Linked DNA regions of Pan troglodytes: region 2 is linked to region 1. The links are chromatin contacts, called in public Hi-C maps. All regions are on one chromosome and are shown on one strand. Each heading gives the region's core, a stretch centred on a gene start, on an enhancer-like site or on the middle of the called end of the contact. The rest is flanking DNA. Distances are from core to core; before and after follow the strand shown. Region 1 holds the start of FLRT3 (fibronectin leucine rich transmembrane protein 3). Region 2 overlaps MACROD2 (mono-ADP ribosylhydrolase 2).

What was found. Hi-C and Micro-C count contacts between places; a contact is called where the count stands out from the background.
Region 2: a Hi-C map of stem cell-derived neural progenitor cells shows a contact between it and region 1, with 5 times the contacts expected there. The contact joins the enhancer-like site here to the promoter of FLRT3 in region 1. A contact is called at or near these places in 2 of 7 Hi-C or Micro-C datasets (blood and stem cell-derived neural progenitor cells) and 1 of 1 datasets of contacts at active chromatin or transcription factors (stem cell-derived excitatory neurons).

The regions. Positions count from the first base shown.
Region 1 is chr21:20,864,336-20,869,823 of NHGRI_mPanTro3-v2.0_pri, forward strand. FLRT3 (fibronectin leucine rich transmembrane protein 3) reads right to left here and starts at 2,853. Exons shown (of 2, transcript XM_001136869.6): 1 at 2,579-2,853. The region is part of intron 3 of MACROD2 (mono-ADP ribosylhydrolase 2); the gene reads left to right.
Region 2 is chr21:22,448,520-22,453,887 of NHGRI_mPanTro3-v2.0_pri, forward strand. MACROD2 (mono-ADP ribosylhydrolase 2) reads left to right here. Exons shown (of 17, transcript XM_063803023.1): 11 at 4,216-4,278. All of the region lies in intron 1 of LOC134809177 (a long non-coding RNA gene), which reads right to left. Among named protein-coding and RNA genes, the nearest start is that of KIF16B, 640 kb to the right of the region's middle. Within about 2 kb of position 1,437, at least 4 of the 24 cell types and tissues checked have an H3K27ac peak or open chromatin away from gene starts, as enhancers often do. A contact at or near this core is called in stem cell-derived neural progenitor cells, where this site is marked.

The DNA.
Region 1 (5,488 bases), core at 1,603-4,102:
ATATATAAGGGGATCTATTCAGAATTTTTAAGTTAGCTCTGGATTTTGCCATTAATCAATCACATTCTTTGTTATATAGCCCACCCACCTTAAAAAGAGGCATAAAAGTTAAGAAATGACTGAAATGGCAACTATAAACCAAATACGTTTTTCATTGACCAGATTTAATATTGGTATGAACATTGGCATATCAAAAATGAAAAGCAAGAAAGAAGAAACATTAACATATTATTAAGACAAGGCCAATTCCCTGCACTGATTTTTGTAGGGCTTAAAACTGTTCAAAATAATCCAGAAAAAGGAGGAAGCCTTAGGGTGTGTGGCCAAGAAAAGCACAGAAAAATCTCTCTGCAATGCACTTGCATGTTTAAAGCTGATTATTGTATTTTTCATCTAGAGAGACTGAGTGTTCATTAGGGTCTTGTGTCCCTAGGCAGGAGATGCTGAGCATAATTGGAGTTTCTATTTGATTGGGCAATATAGTCTAGAGAAGAAACTGGGGTAAAGATAATTAATAGCTTGCTAACAAAGTCTGACAGCCACAAGATTTCAACCAAATTTATTTCACACTGCTTCATTTGGCTCTGAAAAAGTTTTGATAGAATTGTAGGCTCCTTAATTAACACTTGAAAGCAAAAGAAACATACCTTCTATTTTGCTGCCACATTTAGTTATGACAAATTTTCTTACTGTTTTTCTTCTTTTTGTAAAAACTTTATTTGCTATCCAATTATATATTTCACAAACGTTATGTTTGGGAAGTGTTTAATTGTGCATTTTGAACCCAGTCATAATTGATTTTAAAGGGTGGGGTGCAGCGAAATGAAAAACCCAATTAGTAACTGGTAGACAGTTTTACAGAACTGCAATATTAATGAATTCATTATGTTTATTCATTCACTAATATTTTGCTGATCCTTGGACTTGATGTGTTTTGGTTGTGCTCTTCAAAAAATCAAATTTTAGTTTTCTTAGTAAATCTATGCGTTTTTGTAACTCTGTTTTTATTTCAGGGTAATAAATAGATGTGCGTTTGTCTGTGTGTATATATATGTGTCCAAACTAAGGGGCATATCTCTGATTTAATTTTCCCATGGTAAAACCTGGCATATTATCATTAATATTTGTAGTAGTTGGTAATGTTGATATTATTGATTGCGGCACTTTTAAAGGATTAATTTTTCTTTACTCATTTCGGAAGAGATGAATATTAGTCATCTGTCACTTTGGGTCAAGTATAAGTGATTCTCCCTGAATATAAGCAAATGTATTCTTTATGTTTAGGCTGGTCAGGATATTTTTATGCAGTCAGAGATAAATGAAAGGCATTGCTACAGCTGAAGGACTTTTCTAGTGGCTTTATTTATGTTGTTTCTGGATAATAAAATAACATAGATGAGCATTTTAGACAGATTTATTAATAGACAGATTTATTAAGAATGTTTAAAATAGCCTTGTTATTAAAACCATTAGAGATTTTGGACTAACAGTTGAAAAAAAATCAATTTTTTTTCTTTTAAATTCTAAATAAAATAATAAAAACAAACCCCCCAGATGTTGAGAAGACATGGATGGGCCTGTTGCACTCTTTACCTATATGCAACCATTTTGTTTCAGACCTAATTCAGTGAACAAAATTTTTTGAGAAGATACATTTAACTACTTTTTCAAGCTTTGTAGTATAAATGCATTTCTTCCAATATAAGATTTTCCTATTATAAGTTGCAAAGAATGGATCCTCTGCAAAACCCACTTGATAAGGGCTCTACTCATTTATTTTTCTTTCCTGCTACCCCAAACTCACTGCATACATCAGGCATAGCTTCCAGGGTGAGCTTTGTTAGTTTTTCTGAGTAGACTTAGCCATTTACTATGCTAGTCACATACTTCACTTGCCTAAGCAATGGATTTTGGCGTTCTGTTGAAGAGGGAATATGGTTTGGAAGAGTGTCTCCCCCTCCTCTGAGTTCAATTTACTAGTTGAGATTTGCAAGCCTGAAATGCTTGAAGCAGCTCAGGCACGATAGCAGTGCAAGCTTTAAAATCTAGGTGTAGCTGTTAATCCTTTACAGAGGCACATAAGTCTCCAGGAGTAGCTCGGCTAGCTGTGAGCAAGATGTATGCTTTTCATGTACTGCGTACTCATGGGCTGAGGGATTATTGATTTTCTTTCACAGTTGTAAAAACAGCAATTGGTGATCATACCACACGTACAGTACACACCAAGTTGCTTTTCTATCTGTGAAGAATCTCCTTGTATTCTTTAATATTTAACATTGAACTTTCCAACTTGCTGTTTTCCATAAGGCTCTTTTCACATAGCAATTACTCAAGACAGAAAATAGCCACTTACTATCTTTTATAAATGAAAGAAGGTTCTAAGAAACTTCTTACATTCAGCCATCATAGTGAAATTTTTCATTGCTGGCTTGCACGCACATATATTGCTTGTTCTGGTGACAGAGCAAACGTTCCTATTTGGATTTCTCATAGTATCAAGTCGTTTCTTTCTTTCTAGAGAGTAAAACCAAGCAAACTTTCTGGGACAATCATAAGAAAAAACATGGAAAACACTTACCAGGAAGACGAGAAAAAGCAATCCTATATACACTGCCGCTATAGCTGTAATTCCATTGACAGTGAATTGGAGTAATAGCCCTCCCCCGTCTCCCAAGCTCTGCGTCCAGTCCACACAAAGCCCACGGCAGCTGCAGGCTGAGCTTGTCCTGCTTCAGATCACTCCTACACTGAGGAGTGAGCGAGGGAGAGCATTCCAGTTTACTGCACACAGCCCACCTCCAAGTCTGAAGTTTAAAGCTTCACCTCGCAGTGGCTGAAGAAGGGGGTGATGTCATAGATGGGCAGGACTTAGCCAAGATCTTGTTCAGTGAGGTAACTGGATAATCAGACAGATGAGCTTTGCAAACGCTAGAGGGGGCGAGAGCAGCCGAAATGAAGCATCAGCCTGCCAAAGCTAGGATGCCATTTGGTTTGTAGGCAGCCCTTTGGAATCTCAACATTTTCTAAAGTTTACTACAAGGCAGTGGTAGCATACTTATGTATTTTTTTAAAAAGCATGTTAGAAAGATATTTTTAAGATCACAATAGAAAAAGACAGGCTTTGTCTTATTTTTAAACCATCTGTATTGAAAAGAAGTTAACCAAAATCAAATTAGTTTTATTATTCACTAGCTAAAATAATGTTATAATTGTGGAAGATGTATGCCAGTAATCCCAACTGTGAATATTTATTCAACATATGAATAAAAAGCAGATTCAAATATATACATCAGGGCTGGGTGTGGTGGCTCACGCCTGTAATTCCGGCACTTTGGGAGGCCGAGGTGGGAGGATCACCAGAGGTCAGGAGTTCGAGACCAGCCTGACCAACATGTAGAAAAAATTAGCTGGGCGCCCGTAATCCCAGCTGTTTGGGAGGCTGAGGCAGGAGAATCACTTGAACCCGGGAGGCAGAGGTTGCAGTGAGCCAAGATTGCATCATTGCACTCCAGCCTGGGCAACAAGAACGAAACTCCATCTCCAATATATGTATATATATACACGTGTCACTGATTCATTTAGTTATGGGAAGGGCAATAGGAATGCCAAAAGATTTTTTTAAATGGTATTAAATGGTCTGTTCTTTTGGAGGGGAAGAAGTTACTGTTCTCTATGTTTTAGAAAATGAAGGTATGTTTTATGTACTTCTACTATGTGTTTATATTATTTAAAATGGATTATTTATATTTAACGATCCCCCAATAAAATGTTTTTAAAAAATTTAATAGAATATTTTCCTTTCTAAATGTTTTTGCTGATCTGGGCATGGGTTTAGATATAAACATCTTAAGAAAAAAGTCTTCTAGGGTGGTTTGCCTGGATTGAAATTATTGTAGTTTAATTTAGGTACATGAATAAACACTGGACAATTGTAAGACGTGGAGATTATAAATTTCTATGCCTAATTAACAGAATTATACTTGTATTTTTAATTATGACTTTTGTAGACTGGTTTCTGCTATTTGGTCAACAATTGCTTTGTGCCCGTAAGTTTTCCATCAAATAAGTGTATTTCACTTGTTCATGTTGGTGGTAAGAACTTAGCTTTTATATTTACCTGGAGGACCGTTGCCTTAAACTAATATCTTTATTTGCTCTATCCTTAGAGGTGCATGACTTTCTCCTTTGTGCTTTCTCAATTTTTCCCTGCACGTTTATTTCTGAAGAAGGCCAGCTAATAGTCTTTCCCAGGACTATTTGACTGTGGTCTCTTCATTAGCTTCATTTAGTTTATCTATTTATATATTTGTTTGATAACAGTTTGACCTGAGTTCCCTTCCAAGAATGGGTGATATCAAAGTAGGTGAACCCTTGATAAGAAATGTATTGACCCTATTGTTCTATGATTGCACTTTTGTGGGCCTCAGAGGACAGACCCATTAAATCTAGGAGTTTTTAGATTCTAATGTCCATTGAAAAGCCAATTTCTTTGAACTGCTAGGTAGTACAATTAAACTGATATGCAGCAGCTGAATTTTGGGAGGAAAGGGAGGTGGATATTTTTCTGTTACTATGAAACAAACACATGGATTAAATTATTTTATTAAATAATTATTTCTAGAAGCCATTTTCAGATAGGAGTTGGTTCTGTTTAAAAAAGGAAATTTTTGCCTGGTCAAATTCCTGTGGGTTTATAGCCATATTTAATCAGTTTTGTCTTCATTCAAGCAGGCCTTAAACAGAAAAGAAAGATCAATTGGTGAATTGGGTTATAGGTATCAAAAATAAATTGTACTGGCCTGGGAGTTAGCAGTTCGGAGGTTTCCCTTCCCTGGGCTGCCATTTGTTATATGACTTCATATTTGTTGCCCTAGGCTTTGGTTTCATCACATGACAAATAAAGGCAGCAAGGATTTATTGAATGCCAATTATTTTTTGTTGCTTTTTTTCCCTTTTTAAGCTATGGATTAAAATATGGGAAAAGAAAAGAAATTGTGAAAATATATTCTATACTGGGGTACTGACTTTGGAGGCAAACTCTTAGGAGAATCTCTGGCCTCCTATTCTGTCCAAAAATATATACTCTTTTGCTGCATACATATTTTTTCACTTCCCGCTCTTATCAGCTACCTGAAATGCTACTAGTTGAAGGTGAACTTATAATAATGTGTGCCCCCTTTGAAATAGTATGTACAATCTCTGGAAACATGAGGTTATCATGAGTTACTTCAGTTTGCCCTCCTCTTTTGTTTTCTAAGGCACTTTGGCTACAATAAGGGGATGACTGTTTTGATTGAAGGGGATGGAATGCCGGCAATCTTTAGCATGAAACCCTTTTGGCTGTAATAGGAAGGGAGGAGGTGGATTCTCATATCAGGAAGGACTTGGCTCAGGGTAGAGGACAACCAGTGTAGTAGACCTGGGTAGTTTAAGAACATGGGCTTCAGAGACTAGCGCAGCTGGGCTCCATGTTGGCTTTGCCACATGA
Region 2 (5,368 bases), core at 187-2,686, 1.6 Mb after region 1:
TCCCCTACAACAAAAATATTTATTCTCATGCTCACAGGTCTGTAAGATGACTATGGTTCAGCTGATGTAGGCTGGGCTCAGTGGGGTGGTTCTACTGCAAGCTGTGAGTTGCTTGGGCTTGGTTCCAGACTGTGACTTGGGTTCAAACTTGCTCCATGTATCTCTCATCCTCCTTAAGCCAAGAGCTACAGGGGCATCTTCTTGTCATGGCAAATGTCAGGAACACAAGCAACAAATCCTTTTATGCAGCCCATGTAAATCCTTTGCTCACATTCTCTCCACTAGCATTTCATTAGCTAAATTAAGTCTCATGGTCAAGTCCAACATCAATGGCATGGAAATATTCTCTGCTCACAGTGGGAGGACACTGATTTTATATATATATATACACATATACACACAATCTTATTATAGGGGACTGAAGAATTAAGACCAATAATCTAATCTGCAAAGCACTGGTTTTGAATTGTCCGTAGTCTGTCTGTGCCCAGAAATCTATAGACCTTTAGAAGAAAAGACAGCAGTATACCAGCAGGAAGTACACATCAGATTGTTTCCCCAGTATAGCGATGGATTTATTTAGACTTATGTCTTGTTTATCTTCCTATCACCATGTAGCGTTCACAAAAGGAACTACAAATATCAGGATAGCAATCCGTGATCATGTTGTTGAGATTTTGCCCTTACAAAACTCTCCCATGTAGAGTCAAACATGGACTGCTTTCTTATCATAGTCACGTTGCAGCAGGAGCCTCTTATTTTATTTCTATAAAATTTCTGCAATGTTTTTGCAAACAGTACACATTCGATAAATATTGGTTGAAAGAGTAGGAGGCAGAGTACTAATATGGGAGAAATTAGAAGGACACAACCAGTAGAATTCTCACAGGTTTCTGTGCTTTTTCAGCATGGGAAAGTAAAGTGTTATATCACACTCGACATGAATGCTATGGAAATTTATCATCTGAAGTAAATATGTGATCTTAAAGGAATATTAACTGAGAACATTTAGCTTCTATGTGGCATTATTTAAGCTAACAAAATAGCCTCGCACTTCCCTATATTTCTTCACCGTTATTGTAAGGCTTTTAAAATCCCTTCTAAAAACCTCAAGTTTACACATCCCTCTACTTAACTTTTTATTGTTTATGTGCTTCCTGTGACGATAGCTAGACAGACAAGGCTGATAAAAAAGAAAGCTTGTCCTTATCAAAGACTTACGGGTAACTGTGTTAATGTGCCTTGCTTTTTCTACCAGTGGAAGCCCCCTATTTCACTAAGAACTCACCCATTTGCAGCATTTAAAATGGATGGAAAGTTATAAGCCAGCCAAAATGTCCTTCTAAAAGAATGAAATGAATGACTAATCTAATTGCCCAAGAATGCATATGCTGGGCTTGGAAAATAAGCCTTCTACATTGGTTCCCCCTGCTGGATTTGAGGATGCACTGTCTTGGAAATTGATGAAAGCAATATACCTGGACCTTTTTATCTGAGGACATGTTACTGGAATGGCAAATCCAGCATTCTTCTAGAAAGAATTTGCTCTGTGATAAACGTGCCAAGTGTTTCTTGAGTTTGCTTCCCCAGGGCAGAAATACTGCAAATAGAAAACAGTGCCACTGAGACTCAAAGAGAAAACAAAAGCATGCCACTCAGATGTCTGTTCTAGGGAGGGGGGTAGCACACAAGGAACTAAGGGTAAAAACCCAGAAGCAGTAGACTAGGTAAACTGCCAGACTGGTTGTTACTATTAGAAAGCTGGATTTCAGGGTCTGACCATGGATTTCCTTCTTATGCATTTACAACTATTAGAACCAATTCCTCACCTTTCTGTAATTTAACTGCTGTTTTTCTTTCCCTTCTTATCTTCCTCACTTCATAAGTAATCTCCCTACCCCTACTCTGTAGAAGATGTGGTAACCAGAGTAATTTCAAAGGAAGCTTGTCACCTGCAAACTTCATGGCTATTGTGAAATGTGTTAAAAGGTCTGTCTTTTGAGGGAGACAGAGAAGCTGGCAGATTTTTCCTGCTTGACTCAGAGTCCATTTGGTGGGAGGAAAGGGACAGATATTGGCTAAGTTTTTGGCACATGCTCCTGCACCAACTTGGCCTTGTTAAGACAGCAAGAACAGCAGAAGTGACTATTTCCTCCCTAAGCAAAGGCCAATGCTGTTTCCTTCATGGAGAACCAGAACAGGGAAAATATCAGATAATCATGTAGTACTTGTAAATATGCCATTTAGAACACTGAATTTAAGTGGCATGCAGAGCCACCCCAGGTTCTCATATTATATTCAGGCCAGGTGTGGTGTCTTATGCCTGTAATCCCAGCAGTTTGGGAGGCTAAGGTGGGAGGATTGCTTTAGGCCAGGAGTTCAAAACCAGCCTGGGCAACAAAGCAAGACCCTTTCTCTCCAAAAAAATAAAAAATTAGTCAGGCTTGGTGGCATGTGCCTTGTAGACCCTGCTACTCAGGAGGCTGAGGTGGGAGGATCGCTTGAGTCCAGGAGTTAAAGCCTGCAGTGAGCTATGAACATGCCACTGCACTCCAGGCTGGACAACACAGCAAGGCTCTGTGTCTATAAAAAAAAAAAAAGTAGTTATATTGTGTCCACCGTCACAAACGGCACAGGGCTAAGCCAACACAGGGGATCCTGTACGTATATTTATTGACTGCATTCTTCGCCAACCTCAGAGTATCATTCTTTTTTCTTTTTTTGTCCTTCTATTATAAACTTTTTTCCCCATTTAGGTCAAATCTAAATGTTTCCCCATCTGAAACTTTCTTCAATAGGTTGTTTTCCAGAGCTGCAGGTAAAATGCTTCCCCACTGCTTCTGAGGCTTTTGTTTCAGCTCTGCTACTAGTGGCCTCCTCTTGGGAGGATTCTCTTGCCTCGGAATTAAGAGTTGGTAGGAGGAGGAGATGGCGGGTCAAAGCACTCAAGCAAGACAACGTTAAGTGATTCAGTCCTGCTTGTGGGTCAGGAATTTTTAAAGGGCTCAGCTGGATGTCTCTTCTGCTCCTTGTGACACTGGCTGAGGTCACTGCTCAGCTGCATTTGGTTGGCAGCTGGCAGGGTGGAAAGGTTCAAGAAGGCTTGGCTCACAGGTCTGGCCCTTCATGCTCCCCACACATCTTTTCTCCCTCTCTCCATGTGTCTCCCTCCATTTGGCAGGCCAGCTTCAACTTCTTTACAGCATGGGGACTGGCTTCCCAGGGGGAGAAAGTAGAGGCTGCCAGATCTTGCAGGGTAGCTTGTAGGTCCCAGAATATCACTTCCACCATATTTCATTGGTCTAAAGAAGTTTCACAGCCAGTCAGGACTTAAAGAGAAGGAATGGGCTCCACTCCTTCAGAGACAAAGCATTTGTGGCCATCTTTAACCCACATGAATATTGGTTGGTAACTTCTGCTTCTGTTTTCTGTACTTCACTATATGTTTTATACTTTATTCTTATGTCTTTGTATAAATTCATCATTTTTATTTGCTTCATTTTCCAAACCAAAAGCAATTTGGAGACCCTCCCAGCAATGAGTTATAAAACCATGCCTATACTTAACCTTCAAAAAGCTTATTATTTCTACAGATAAATCCACAGATATAGTAGCTATTTTAAGAAAAAAGAAAGTTTCAGATAGTTGCTAATATACAGCCTTCATTGCACCTGACCAGTTATTTTTCAGATAGCTATATATGATAGCATAAACTCAACCAACATAATCTGTTCAAGACAAAATATTTTATAGCATAGGTATGTTAGACTGCCGTATGGAAGTTAAGTGAAAATTGACCTTTTTTTTGCAGCATATATCATACAGAGAAATAAAGGGTGAGAAACTTAGCCAACCTTCCTTACACAGTGCATGTTACTTAAGTCAAGGGAGAAAAGTGGACTGGAGTTGAAGTTTCTATTATATTTTGGGAAATGCCGAGCAAGGAGAGACTTGTTACCGGGACTGCTGAGTGAATTTTGTTTACTGCAGTTAAACATTTCATCTAGCAAATCATGTGAGAAGGGATGAGTATAAATGCACTTATTTATGTAGGTAATTTTTCTGTTTCATGCCTCTGATTCATCTCTCTGCCTGGCTTTATGGGGAGTCATGCTACATTGGTTACAATTAATTTCAGTGCTGCATATTAGCCGTAAAGAGATATTTCACAAATTGACTTGATGCATTTTTTTTCCTCTGTGGTTTTCTTGAAAGATGAGAACGGTCCAGAGGAGAAGCAAAGTGTGGAAGAAATGGAAGGGCAGAGCCAAGATGCAGGTAGGCTCAGATTTCTTTTGAGAAGTCACCTAGGCCTCATCTGCAGAGGTGAACAGTAACTTCACTCAATGCTATTGTCTGAAAATGCTTATACATTTCACCAGATGAACTCCAGTGTTCATTCAGGGTCTCCCTCAGGAAGCCACCATCTCCGATAACTATGAGTTGAGTGCTTTCAAACAGAGTGACACATTCTCACATCTCATTCACCAATTCAATTTTCTGCCCTATAACAGTTTGGCTGGCAAAGCTCTAAGAGGGACGGGCGGAGGTTGAAAGTGCCAAGGCAGAGCTTGGCTGAGTTAGGTCAAGCTCAAATTAGTACATTTAGCTTGAGGGAAAAAATGAAATAAAAACTGATGAAAGGAAATGAAGAAGAGGCTTGGCCTGCACAGTGAGTAGAATGTTCTTTAGTGTATTGCATTAAATTTTGAAGAGCTATGCTTCAGGTTATTTCTCTGCATATTGCAGGAGATGGTGCGATGGCCCTGACTACCCCACACACAGAGCTCTAAGTAAGATCTAAACCCTTCCTGACACCCCCTCTGTTCACTAAAGGACAGATGTGTCCATTGAAAGTTTATATATTCCACACTGTAGATTATAAATTGAACATTTTAAAATAAAATAGCACTTAAGGCTCAAAAGGGATTGAAGTCACCTGTGATTTATTAGCTCTTCCTATCCATTTTTGTACTCAGTCATGCTCTCCTTTAAAAGAATGGTAGGCACAATCATTCACTCACCAACATAACCAGCAAAAAAATAAAAATAAAAATCCCTGTTCCCTTTAGTTTCCCAGTTATTCTCCCAACTCTAATAAGCCCCATGGAGGGGCACTTTTGAAATAGTGAGCCCTACTGTTTGCCAAGCACATCCTAGGCCATATGCTGAACTCTTGGAATTAAACCAGGTAGTGTGATAAGTTTTTCACTGTAAACTTCTTACATTAACCTGGGAGATTTTGCTAGGGATCTGGAAGCTTTTATTATTAACCTGGAAGACGGAATTGAAGAAGGCCAATCAGAGAAAGCACTGAAGCAAGGCAGCAAGGACTTTGTGTACCTGTGACTGGGTCGGCCGGCGTCCT